Regions from separate parts of the Mus musculus genome. Here all the other regions are linked to region 3. Evidence: chromatin contacts called from public Hi-C and HiChIP or PLAC-seq data. All regions are on one chromosome and are shown on one strand. Each heading gives the region's core, a stretch centred on a gene start, on an enhancer-like site or on the middle of the called end of the contact. The rest is flanking DNA. Distances are from core to core; before and after follow the strand shown.

Region 1 (4,165 bases), core at 1,416-3,915, 360 kb before region 3:
TCAAGAGCCCTTTACGATTTTACTAGTTTTAAGTAGCAACGTTAAAAGAACTCATTTTGGTTTAAGATTGCAATAATTTAACTTAAAGATTACAATGACTAAACTATAAACTAATGATGTAAGGAACATTAGTTTGATTTGTAACTGCCAGATGTACGCTGATCCAAGCATGGAGTGTTAATAAAGTCACAGTGAGAACACTGTATTTAAGAAACGCAATATAAGAGGTCATAAGTTACAGGCAGGGCAGACTTACAGACATTTCCAATATATACATTCATTTTCAACTATCATCAAAGTGTAAACACAACTTAAAATCATCACCCTTCTGTTTTCACTCTCGAAAATGAACACACAGAAGCTTCCAGTGCAGTCCAGCTTTTTTTCCCCCAAAGAAAAGAAAAATGGCTGATACGTACAATAACAAGTATTAGAATTGCCAGAGTTTTGCTTAGACTTCTGGCATTAGGAAAGAGTTACTGAATGTGTAGTTCAGGAGCATGTCTCTTGTTTTCTCAAAATCTTAGTAAGTGGCGAAGCATCAGCATCTGAGATAGAAGCACCCAGCACCCAGCACCCAGCACCCAGCACCCTACTCCTCGAGAAAACCGTGAAGCAGGTCTGGTTTGTGCAGAGCGTAATGAGACTCCCACATCATGTTTCGGACTGACGTGAATCTGTACCAGAAGGACCAGAACTTACAGAAGTGCTCGGGCCAGAAACAGAAGCAGGCTCTGGGAGAAAGGATAGGATTAAGTTTCTAGTTCAGATAATGTCAGAATTCATGTTACAAAAATAGTAATAACGATAAAAATGAAAAGTCACAATGTTAAAATACAAAGTGAGGCCACACAGGCAGCCGACCTCTATCCTATCAGATTCCTGTCCTAACTCTGGAGCCTGATGCAGGCCCTGCATACCTGTGCATGCAGAGGAGATGTGTACAGGCCTGCGGGCAGCACAAGGGCCTGCTGGGGGAAAGGAAGGAAATACCCTGAAGTCCAAGGTTTCATCTGGCCTCCAGCTCTACTCTGAAATCAGTCCATCCGAAAGCAAATGATATCAGGTTTTTAGAATTAATGCAGTAATGAGAGTTAGATACATAAGCAAAAAGAGCAAAACTAAAGGCAAGCAAATAAATAAAACCCCCAGGGTGTGAAATGTCTCCAGAAGAGTTTCTGTTCTCCTCCTCCCCTAGTCTCCTGCACTCAACTCAGGGTGGTGAAAGACTGGAATCCCTAATACTGGACTTAAGAAACATCAGCTCTTACACTGTAAAAGTCTGTCCCGTGTACTGTTTTCCACAAATCTGTAACTCTCTAGAATATGGAAGAGAATGGCTTAGAAAGTCATTCAAAATGTCTCTAAAATGTAAAAGATGGCTGTCCTTCACAGGAAAGAATTATGTGTACAAAAAAACAAGAAAAAAAGTTCTGTGGTTGACTGTTACTCAAATCTTAAATTTCTAACCAGTATCTCTACGTTTAAGTCCTTAAAAGCACATTTGTTAAAACACTAACTGAGCCCACTTGGGAAATTCTGAGTAGAAAATATGTGACAACTTCATGATTGTGAAGGCCAGCCAGAATGTCCCAGGAGAAGAAACCTGAAGACATTGGTTTCCTTCAAAGTCAGTTTCCGGCTCAGTGTGTGGCTGGGGAAGGAGCTGTGCAGTTTGTCAGTGCTGGTCAAACACTTGGTGCAGCACTGGCAAACAACGCAGCAGATCCCAACATCCATGGTTGCACTACACTCTGACGTTTTCTTCTTCTTTGTTCAACAATACCTGGAGGAAAATGCTGTCCTCCAAGCCCCAAAGTACACCCACATCTGTGTGCTTAAGGCTTTTCCCTTCTAGAATTAAATAGCTACTATTTTTCCCTCTCATTCTGATTCCCAGCAAGTGGATAGCACACTTGTTTCCTCTTTCCCTCAGTTGGCAATTGTGTGCTGGGCACCCACATCCCCACAACAGAACTGACTTGCTCTACAGTCAGAATTGAGGGGCACTCCCCTATCTCAAGGCAGGTATCATCTCTACACCCACAGTCAGAAGCTACCACCTCAGTTTCAGGGGCTCTCACTGAGAATTCTGGGTACTCCACTCACAGCCCCAGAGTGAGTCCTGCTCTCATTGGCTGGGTCAGGCTGCTCCTACGAGTGGCACTGCACACTTAACACAACATTGGATGTTGGTAAGTAGAAGACAAAAATGATAATTCTGGTTTGTCAATAAACCAAAGGTGATGGCGAGGGGTTATTTTAGGAGGTTAAAATCAAGAGTGCATTCAACACACAGTTCTTTAACCGCCTACAATGGTGTTATCCCATCAATTTCTTCTTCATCCTCGGCAGGAGAGTGGGGGCAGGAAGGGGCGGGACTTCTCTCAAACTTCCCCAACTACTGGAAGAGGTGAGGCCTCACTGCTCACGGTTGATCGGCTGTGGAAGTCATCTTTTCCGACTTCTTAGACTTCCTCTGCATTTGCTCTTGTTCCTTCCTCCTCAGCTTCTCTCTTTGTTTTTCCATTTTCTCCTGGGCCTTGCGAGCCTTCTCGAGAGACATCTTCATTTCCTTCAGTTTTTTTTTAACCAGTGCCCGGTCCTGGGATGATGTCATTCCAAGAGCCTACAGAGGAAACACATGTACAAAAGGACTCTGAAAAACTGCTGACCTCTTTGTTTATGATGAGGAAACCACCACACTATGTTTAATCTCATGACCTTAGTTAAACGTGGAAGCAGGAGGTCAAGGCTGAGGAAAAAGCAGACCACAGGTGCTAAATTCTGTATGCCCTGAGGATCTGGGCATTGTTCTCTGAAGTTCTTTGCAAAATACACTCCAGAAGTCATCAAGAAAATACTCTCCAAATTGGTGACTAGGGAGGGAATAAACAGAAAGGGCACAATCCTGCTTCTCCAACCTTCGGCTAAAGTATTGCTAAAGTCATCAATAGTTTCAAAGGGTAACTGAGAGCACCTGCTGCTACAAAAGGCTCCAAGATGGGTGGGCAAAACAAAAATGGCTTCCCTTCTGCCAATGTAGTTATTTACAGTGAGAACCAACAATGTCTTTGGGGCCAGGATGCCCATGTCTGCATCTCTCCGCCATTGTCTCCGCAAAGGCAGACCTATAAATGAAGTCTGATTATGATGACTAAGTGGCTGGATGAGCTTGCACTTCAAAATTGAGGAAGACTATTGTGAACTTCAAATGTTTCCTGACCTTCAGCATCCACAGCAGGATGCATTCATCTTCCTAACAGGGACAGTTGTCAATGGGCCTTCATATTCACAGCTATTGATTGATTGCTAACCTTTTCAAAGACTGTCGAGAGATACTTATCTATCCATCAGCCGAGCAGTGGGGAGGGGTGTGTAGAGCTGGCTGTACCCTCCTCTTGCCCTTTCTCGGTAGAGTTGGGTACCACCTCTGTCTCTAAGAGAGAAGGGCCAGATGAGCAGAAATGAAGGTGCAGTGGAGGTGACAGGGAGGATGGCTTGGTGTACTGGGAAGAAAGTTGGTGATGTTTCAGTTTTCATGTACTGAGCAGGAGGGGGTGGAGCACGGAGGAGAAATGAAGAAAGGGAAGAAAGGAAGATTCATACTGGGCATTATTAAAACTGAACAGTGCATGGGCAGTGAATGATTTTGATAAAGGAGTCATGCGCCGCCAGGTGAAGTAAAGGAAAAGGCCTCTAACTCTCTTAGTCAGCAGCCTATTTCTAGTCAAAACCTGTGATGGGCTTCTTGAAGGGTTTTTTTTTTTTTTTCCCTACTGAAAATTATTCAGTATCTTTTCTGGTAAGTACTGACGAAAACTACCACATGGATGTGCAGATCAACCATGTCAGGTGCTAAAAGTAATATGCATAACTAGTAACTAGCACAGACGAAGCATTCTTTACCTTCAGTTTATTTCCATCCAGCTGCAGGAGCTGCTCCCCACTGATGCTCTGGGCACTGAATTCAGGCACGTACTGGTCCAGACTGAGGCTCATTAACCAGTGGGACACCTGCTGCACACTCCATTCATGAACGGCCCGATTCTGACTCTGAGTGTGTTTGGGAGACTGTCCATCGTCAAGGATCTGAGACAGAAATGTATGCAGCATTGGTAAATGACTTAAAAAGTATGGCTCATATTATGCTAGTAAAGTAATT
Region 2 (4,202 bases), core at 1,539-4,038, 300 kb before region 3:
TATTAAAGCCTGTAGCACACACAGGACCTGTATGCAGTAGCCTATGTTTTACTGAAGAAACATAAGCTTTCAATTACAGGACATTGGCAATGTGGGGACCAATGATCTGAGTTCAAATGCTGCCTCTGAGATTTGAAGGAACGTTCTAGATCAAAATTTTGATCTTTTCACCTGTCAAGTGAAAAGCAAAAGAAAACAAACAAAAAATAGTTCCTTACCAAGACAAGATGTCACTGTTAAATGACATGGTGCCCGGAAAGCATTTAACAGAATGACAAATGACAGATAGTCAAAAGAGCTGATGTTTGTGATTGGTGTTGTTGGTGCCAACATTGCGGTGGTGCCAGAGCCTGAAGCCTCCGAAAGCCTCTATCTGGTAAGCACACGTTCACCCAGCTGTTGCCTTGTACCTGAGATTCCTCAGGACTCCACGCATACATCCTTTATCAGTATTTTGACATAAGACATTCCTTTCCTAAACTGACTCCTTTTCTTGTGTTACAAGTGTGGAGCAAGTTATATCAAACTCAAGCAAAGTCCTGTGCCTCAGTGTCTCACAGCCTCTCCACACGTCTGTCGGCATGGTCCACGATGCCTATCCACGCACACCCTGTGAAGTGAGGCTCCCTGTCCTTTGGCCCCGTGCACACCTCCAACTCTCAGTCACATCTGCCTTTTCCCATCAAATGGAAGCTCCTTAACTGTGCCAGGTACAATTTATCCCTGGAATCCCAGTGGCCAGTTTGGCACGCAGGAGGCCCTGAACAAATGTTTGCTGAATAAATTAAGACAGTTGCAGCCACATCTGCACACTATGGCAGAGCCTGATTTTCCTGTTAATCTCAGCTTTCCAGTATGAAATGCCGTTAAGCACAGCTGCAGCTGAGGCCGAAATGGCCCTACTGGGGATTTTCTCTTGCTAGGCTCAACCATTTGCAGTCATTTTTGCTATAGCAATGTTTACTCTGGTGAATCCTGGGACACTAAGTGGTGCTAATCATAAAAATAGCCTTAATTATGCAGTTTGTGGGAATTTGTTTACTGGATTTGAATCCAGTTACATATATTCTCAGACTTAATTCTGAGAGAAAATAGAGGAGAACTCTGTCTATAGAGCAAGACCTCAGACAAGGCACTGATGCTAGCTCGACTTTTCAGTGTGAAGTACAGTTAAACACATTCTCCATCCACAAGATTCTAGCAAAAAGCATCTTCCCCACAAAGAACATCTCCTTTTCCAAGCTGGGTCAGTGACGTCCGTGTGGCCTAGTTTTGAAATATTGAGCCACTGAAGAGTCTAAACATTACTGCAGCGCTGTGAAGCACTTTCTTCTGAGACTGTTCTAACGACACACATGAGTGACACACTCAGGGCTCTACCCCAGGCAAGAACACACTTACAGACCGTGAGACCTTCTCACTAGGACTATCTTCCCCCTCTTGTTTGGACAGGATAACTACAGAGTATTACAACAAAAGCACGTCTTTGGGACTAGAGAGAGCAGGTCTCCAGAAAAGCCTGAGGCCCAGAGAAAAGTTGAAAGATTTCAATGTCATTGTATATTAAGGGGATTCAAGTAACTAATTACACAAATCTCCAGTGTGATGCCTGGCCTGTGAGGCATATTCATCACTCTACCCTTTACTAAGTCCCTTAAAATGTACCGGGTTTGTGAGCTTGGTTGTTTGAACTTTAGAGAGAGGGGTGTTTCAGCTCACAGTTCTCGAAGTTCAAAGTTAAGGGGCCACACATGATAGTAATCTCCTTACCGGCAGACAGAGCTATGAGCTGGCTCAGTAGATCACATGGCAAGAGACAGAGAGTCTGTGCATGAGCACATTCAGATGTGTGCATGTTTTTACCTGTTTATGGCATCTCAAACTTTATTTCAGAGAATGCTTGTTGGTTTTCATATCCTTGTCAGTACCTAGTCTCCAAGAAGAAAAACAGTTTTTAAAAGATCTATTTTTACTATTTTAAATTATGTGTAAGTGTGTGTTTATGCAGGGGTGCATGCACACGACTGTTGATATCCTTGGAGGATAAAGGCATAGGATTCTCCCTTGGTGGACCCAGCATGGGTCCTGAGACCTGAAGCTAGATCTCTGCACAAGCAGGAAGAGTGCTTAGCTGATGAGCCATCTATCCAGGCCTTGAGTGGAGAAATGTTTAAATACCTAGATTACTCGGATAGCCCTGGGTTCCCAATCTTCAGGGGCTCAGCTCATTCACCTACCACACTGCTGATAAATTATTATCATAGCAATTTTAACTAGAGATCTTTAAGTAAAATCTCTTCCAACTACTCAAATTCATGTTTCTTTTCTTCAGTACTCTGTATCAATTTTGCTACTTCATTAATTAGCTTTGGATTTTAATGTTTTCTTTAGTTTGTACCGGCATACTCAAAACCAAGGTCACTCTTTTATTTTATTTTTTTTGGCCATGGTGTCTCAGTGGCACAATGACCTCCGTGACACTGCTTCCTGTGCTCTACTGGGATCCTTCCTCTCCAGTGTGGACTGGACCTAGCAATTCAGCTGCAGCTAAATACAAGGGAAGTAACTAACTTAGTTACAGGAAGTGTGACTTGTGCCTCTTTTGTCCTGGCTTGTTCTCTGTGTCCTCACTATTGGGAAGCAGGAGTCCAGGTTCTGAGCAGGAAGGGGCCACATTACAAGGTTCTGAGATGTCTGGCCAACAGCCAGCAGGAAACAGAGGTTTACCAACAGTCACATGAGGGAGCTTGGAAATGGCTCTTCTGCATCCTGTCGACAGCTGCGAGTGTGTTTGGATGCAGACCCTCTCCCAGTTGAGCGCTTAGATGGCCACAGCTCTGGCTGACACCTTACTGTCGGCCTTGGGACAGATGTGAGCTTAGAAAGATCCGGATGAACGAGCTCACAGTGTACTGTAGAGACATTTCTTATTCTAAGTTGCTATGTTTTGGTGGGTGGTGATGTTTTAGAAGGAAGGGGATTCACACAGGAAGGGAGGCTGCCAAAACAAAGCAGAGAAAATAATAGGGATGTGGCTTTGGAAGTGGGCAGTGGGCGAAGGCTAGATAGATTCTAAGGAATGGATTAGTTTAAACTACCCTAAACATATTGTTCGAGGAAACCTGAAAGGCAGGCTGTTAACATGGCAGAATGTTCAGGGTGAGCATCAGCTCCTCAGGGAGACACAGGGAATGTCTAGTAAACAGTACCATCTCAGAAAGAGGATGCCAAACCCAGCCTCAGGGGTTGCCTCTCTGTTTTCTCTCCTTATAGTAAAATAGAAAATATACGAAGATACTATTAAACAGGAATGAAACAGAAGTTTATGGCTTTGAACAGTTTAAAATTAAGGCTAGAATTAAGAGATGGCTGAAAAAGGAAGTTCAAATTCAGGGAACTGCTAGGAGAATACAGATTTCAAATAGAGGAAGTTTACTAGGGTTGTGGCCTTAGGAAACTCCGATTTTTTTAGTTTAGTTTAGTTTTGTTTTTGTTTTTGTTTTTTTGAGACAGGGTTTCTCTGTCCTGGAACTCACTCTGTAGACCAGGCTGGCCTCGAACTCAGAAATCTGCCTGCCTCTGCCTCCAATTTTAAACAGCGTCAGATAAGCAAGTCTTTGAACTGCCCTAAAAGAGGCACAACCTGCATTCACTTTTAGGCTGTATGACATTTCTGAAAAGCTAATTTGAAACAAAGCCCCCGCAAGCCTCTGCTCACAGGGATCATGGGGAAGAGCTGTATGGAGAAGCTGGTTCCCAGCCGTCTTCCTCTCTTGTCTCTATAGAGTCCATGGCATCTGATAGATTATCCCATGATAGGACACACCTGTGGGTGACTGATCAAAGTGACCAAGACAAACAATAAGGGAATCCTGTGAGTCTAACACTGGAGAAGAGCACTGCGAACAGAATTCTAAGTCACACAATAGTCCAACCTGTAGAATTCCGATAAAGCCTCAGGATATACCTTAGAAACCCAGCGCACTGATGTTTCCACTTGTCGTAAATCAATAACTCAAGTAGTGGAGGGTGTACCAGGGAATGGAGACGTGTGCCTTTGACACACACACACACACACACACACACACACACACACACACACAGGGTCGTGAGGCTGCCATCTCACTGTGCACAGCACCCCGAGCACCTCACTGTGCACAGCACCCCGAGCCTGCCAGGGAGAAGCTGATTCTGTACAGAAC
Region 3 (3,718 bases), core at 198-2,697:
TTGGACAGGACTCGTGTGTTTATTGGGCTCAATTGGGATTTTAATGCAAAAACAACGGGATTACTGATTTATCTAAGAATAACTAAAATAAAATACTATGAAACATGTTTGAACCATCAGGCAGGAAACAGAGACAGAGAACAGTTCCAGGCCTTTCTACAGCTAATAAAGTTACCTTACATTAAAATTCCTTCTGATTGAGGCTCATTTCATGCACAGTATATATATATACACAAAGATGCCTTATGTACAATATGGCTGCTTGTGAGGAAAAATACACATTAATATCGTGAATGATATAAATTGCTTAGCCTAATACTACCCTGAAACCTCATTCCCATCTTGACTTGGAGGAAATTAGAAACTCCCAGTTCTTTTTGTTTTATGTGCCTGGGTGCCAGTTCTTCTTGTTTTATCTGCTTTCATGATATCTGTGCACCTAGTGTGTGTAGTGCCTACAGGTGCCAGAAGAGGGCGCTGGACCACCCTGAGACTAGAGTTACAGATGGTTGGGAGATGCCATGTGGGAGCTGGGAATTGAACTCATGTCCTCTATAGGAGAAGCCAGTATTCTCAACTACTGAATATCTCTTCAGAGTACAAGTTCTTTATGAGTCTGTCATTTGATACATTGTGTATCAAATCAGCTCTCAAAGGCTGATTGCTCTTTCTTTCTTTCTCTCTCTCTCTCTCTCTCTCTCTCTCTCTCTCTCTCTCTCTCTCTCTTTCTGTTTTACTTTAAACAGTAAATCTGGGATCATAAAAGGAGATGCCTCAGTTCTGCAGACAGCCTCGATGCTTCCATCCTTCTGTCCAGCCTGCTAAGTGTGGCTGCAAGACTTAGTGATAGTCAGACTCTCATTAAGAGATTCTCAGTCTTCCCGTCCTCTCTGGCACTCTTAGACAAGCATGACATCACTCATTTGTATTTTTTTAACCTATCTAATTTCACCAAGGATGATTTGAATGCCTATCATCATTATGAGGGATTTCTGCCTTGAACAAGATGGACCACTTCAGAAAAATTACAGTAAACAATCTGTCTCTCCAAATTGCAAATCATGTTTTCAGTGTAAGAGACTCCTACCATCTCCTACCTTGCCACTTCCTGCTTTGAAGTTTATAAAACACCAACGTGTGTGTGTGTGTGTGTGTGTGTGTGTGTGTGTGTGTGTGTGTGTGTGTATGCGTGCGCGCAAGCAAGTGCACATACAAGAGAGACAGACAGAGAGAGAGAGAGAGAGAGAGAGAGAGAGAGAGATGGATTTTTGTGAGTTTATGTGCTTGTAGTGGTCAGGGGTCAATAGTCTTGTCTTCTTTGATCACTGTACATACTTCTTCAGTAATGAGCTTTGGTGGAGTGGTTATCATTTGAATCTGAGATCATGCCTTTCCTCTTTGTGTGTGTACACGTGCAACATTGGATTTTTTTCCATAGACTTCTGCAGTGTTGTTTATCTGACTCACTTTTTTACAAGCCCAGTTTCCTATGTATCTTCTACTGACTTCCTCTTACATCTTCCTCTTTTTTCCTTTGTGAACTTGGAGATTGCTTTGTTTCTGGGCACTGCAGTGCCATTATGTGTAAACTCTATAAAAATCTGGTAAAGATAGGGAGCTGAGAATTGTCCCCTTCGAAAGGAAAGGAAATACTGAATTATCTATGTTTACTTAGTATACTTTCCATTGTCTACAGTGTGACTCAGAAGAAAACTTCTCTGTGAGTTTATATCACAGACACAGCTCCTAAATGCAAAGAAAAACTCCATACTTGGAACTTGTGGCAAAAGTCCAGTCTTCAGCTTTTAAAAAATATTTCACTAAAGAGATTTATTTGCATTTAAGAAAGTCGTTAAACTTATTCTTCTTAGTCAGGCAATTCATTGGAGGTTAAAGTAATTTTAGTTAAAAATCAGTACTATGTCTCTATGCTCATTTCATCATCATATAGTACTTTGAGAAATATATTTGAGTACATGGTGAGTTAAACTTTCCAAGGTTTCCTACATTAGTTCAGCCTTAAAGAACGTGTTTACATGGAAACGTACTGAGGGTTCTGCCTTCTCTCTGAGTGCGTATTCCTTGCCCAAGGAGGTCCACAGAGACTTAAGGAGGATCCTTTCTTTAATCTCACATTGCAAATAGAGTTGGATTTCTCTCAGGTTTCACCATGATTGTGTAAGTTTGGATTCTTGTATGAAATTGCTTCTGTATTAAGTTTCTTAAGAATGGATGCTTAAGAGTGATATCTACATATCTTTATCTATATCATATACTATATACAAATACGTAATGTATGTATACAACATTTTTGTAAGCATATAATATGTGTATGTGTAATAAGTTATATACATATACATACACACACACAAACACACACACACACACACACATATATATATGTGTGTGTGTGTGTGTGTATATATATATATATATATATATATATATATATATATACTCACTTTTTTACAAGCCCAGTTTCCTATGTATCTTCTACTGACTTCCTCTTACATCTTCCTCTTTTTTCCTTTGTGAACTTGGAGATTGCTTTGTTCCTGGGCACTGCAGTGCCATTATGTGTAAACTCTATAAAAATATATATATATATAATTTGGTTTATTCCAGAAATTCTAGGAATCTTACATTTACAGAATACCTCCCTGGTATGTATGAACCAATCCAAGCAGTTCTTTCTTTTTGTAAGACTTATAATCTAATTGATGAATTCCCTCTGGAAGTAGAAAACTATTTGAAATCACCAAACAGAAAGTGCAAGCTTTCCTCTATCAGAAAGCCTGAGAGCAAGTTCTCTGCTTTCCTTCTCTAAGCTCAGACACAAGAGAAAGCAGACATAGAAAAGAGCTCCACGCCCATCACAAAGAGCTGGTCCCTCTTCTACTGGTAGGAAAGCATTTTCTTAGCTGATGTAAGCACACAGATAGGAAACAGAAGAGCACACCGTGTTTTCGATTTGTTTTGTCTTTGTTGTTTTTTTGTTTGCTGTCTCTTAGGTGACAGAAACCTTTTTTTTTCCCTACCAGTATTTCAGAGATGACAAAGGGACAAAACTGGGAAAGAGGTCACCAATCACCGTTGTCAAGAAGGAGACAAGGCCTGACCACACACCAGAGAGCCTGTAGACAGGGTGTATTCTCAGATGGGGAAGTCATGGCAACACTAGCAGACCCCAGTCCTTGCTCCTGCTGTGGAAAGTGACTTAGTCCAAAGACTTGCTTGGACGTGACACTGGTGACATCTGTACACTCAGAAATTTGCATTTTAGAGCAGGAAGCCAGATCCCAGGTAAGCTGTGTCTTTTGTAACGCACACTCAACATCCTTGATCCCAGAGCTGCAGGGAAGCCTGAGGCTATGTTCCACTGACCCTGAACAAGTCTCTGCTCTGCTCAGAAAGGAAATGCTGGGCCTTCCAAGGCTGTTTGTTACATGAGCATCCTGAAGAGATAATTCAGAAAACAGGAAGACAGTATTTCTGACTTCTGTTCAGAAAACAATGCAGAAAATGGCAAGGCTTATAAGAATTATCTTCTGGTATCAGCAATTTAAAGATAATTCAAAAAGCACTCAGGAGTTGAGGATGTAGCTATCTTGTCTAGCATGTGCAAAGCCCCGGCTTCACTTGAGGCATTCTCTGTTTATAGGCACTTGAGGAAAGTATTGAGAAAAATGAAATTAGAATGAGTTTGCTAGGTGAGGTG

The links. A called contact is a pair of places that touch in the nucleus more often than the background predicts. HiChIP or PLAC-seq counts read pairs in DNA pulled down with a chosen protein or histone mark.
Region 1: an H3K27ac HiChIP or PLAC-seq map of microglia shows a contact between it and region 3, with 4 times the contacts expected there. The contact joins two enhancer-like sites. A contact is called at or near these places in 2 of 115 datasets of contacts at active chromatin or transcription factors (microglia and neural progenitor cells) and 1 of 9 other capture datasets (embryonic stem cells).
Region 2: a Hi-C map of bone marrow-derived macrophages shows a contact between it and region 3, with 22 read pairs. The contact joins two enhancer-like sites. A contact is called at or near these places in 7 of 484 Hi-C or Micro-C datasets (arterial endothelial cells, bone marrow-derived macrophages, embryonic stem cells and 2 more), 1 of 115 datasets of contacts at active chromatin or transcription factors (microglia) and 1 of 9 other capture datasets (embryonic stem cells).

Annotation. Positions count from the first base shown.
Region 1 is chr6:5,158,016-5,162,180 of GRCm38.p6, reverse strand. It overlaps Ppp1r9a (protein phosphatase 1, regulatory subunit 9A), which reads right to left. Exons shown (of 16, transcript NM_001363809.1): 15 at 3,910-4,092; 16 at 1-2,629. The coding sequence ends at 2,429. Among named protein-coding and RNA genes, the nearest start is that of Gm46949, 6.1 kb to the right of the region's middle. Within about 2 kb of position 2,665, at least 14 of the 459 cell types and tissues checked have an H3K27ac peak or open chromatin away from gene starts, as enhancers often do. A contact at or near this core is called in microglia, where this site is marked.
Region 2 is chr6:5,092,202-5,096,403 of GRCm38.p6, reverse strand. All of the region lies in intron 6 of Ppp1r9a (protein phosphatase 1, regulatory subunit 9A), which reads right to left. Among named protein-coding and RNA genes, the nearest start is that of Gm52886, 40 kb to the right of the region's middle. Within about 2 kb of position 2,788, at least 79 of the 459 cell types and tissues checked have an H3K27ac peak or open chromatin away from gene starts, as enhancers often do. A contact at or near this core is called in bone marrow-derived macrophages and microglia, where this site is marked.
Region 3 is chr6:4,796,315-4,800,032 of GRCm38.p6, reverse strand. LOC115486327 (a long non-coding RNA gene) reads left to right here. Exons shown (of 4, transcript XR_003956394.1): 3 at 3,042-3,303. Among named protein-coding and RNA genes, the nearest start is that of Gm20714, 18 kb to the left of the region's middle. Within about 2 kb of position 1,447, at least 16 of the 459 cell types and tissues checked have an H3K27ac peak or open chromatin away from gene starts, as enhancers often do. A contact at or near this core is called in bone marrow-derived macrophages and microglia, where this site is marked.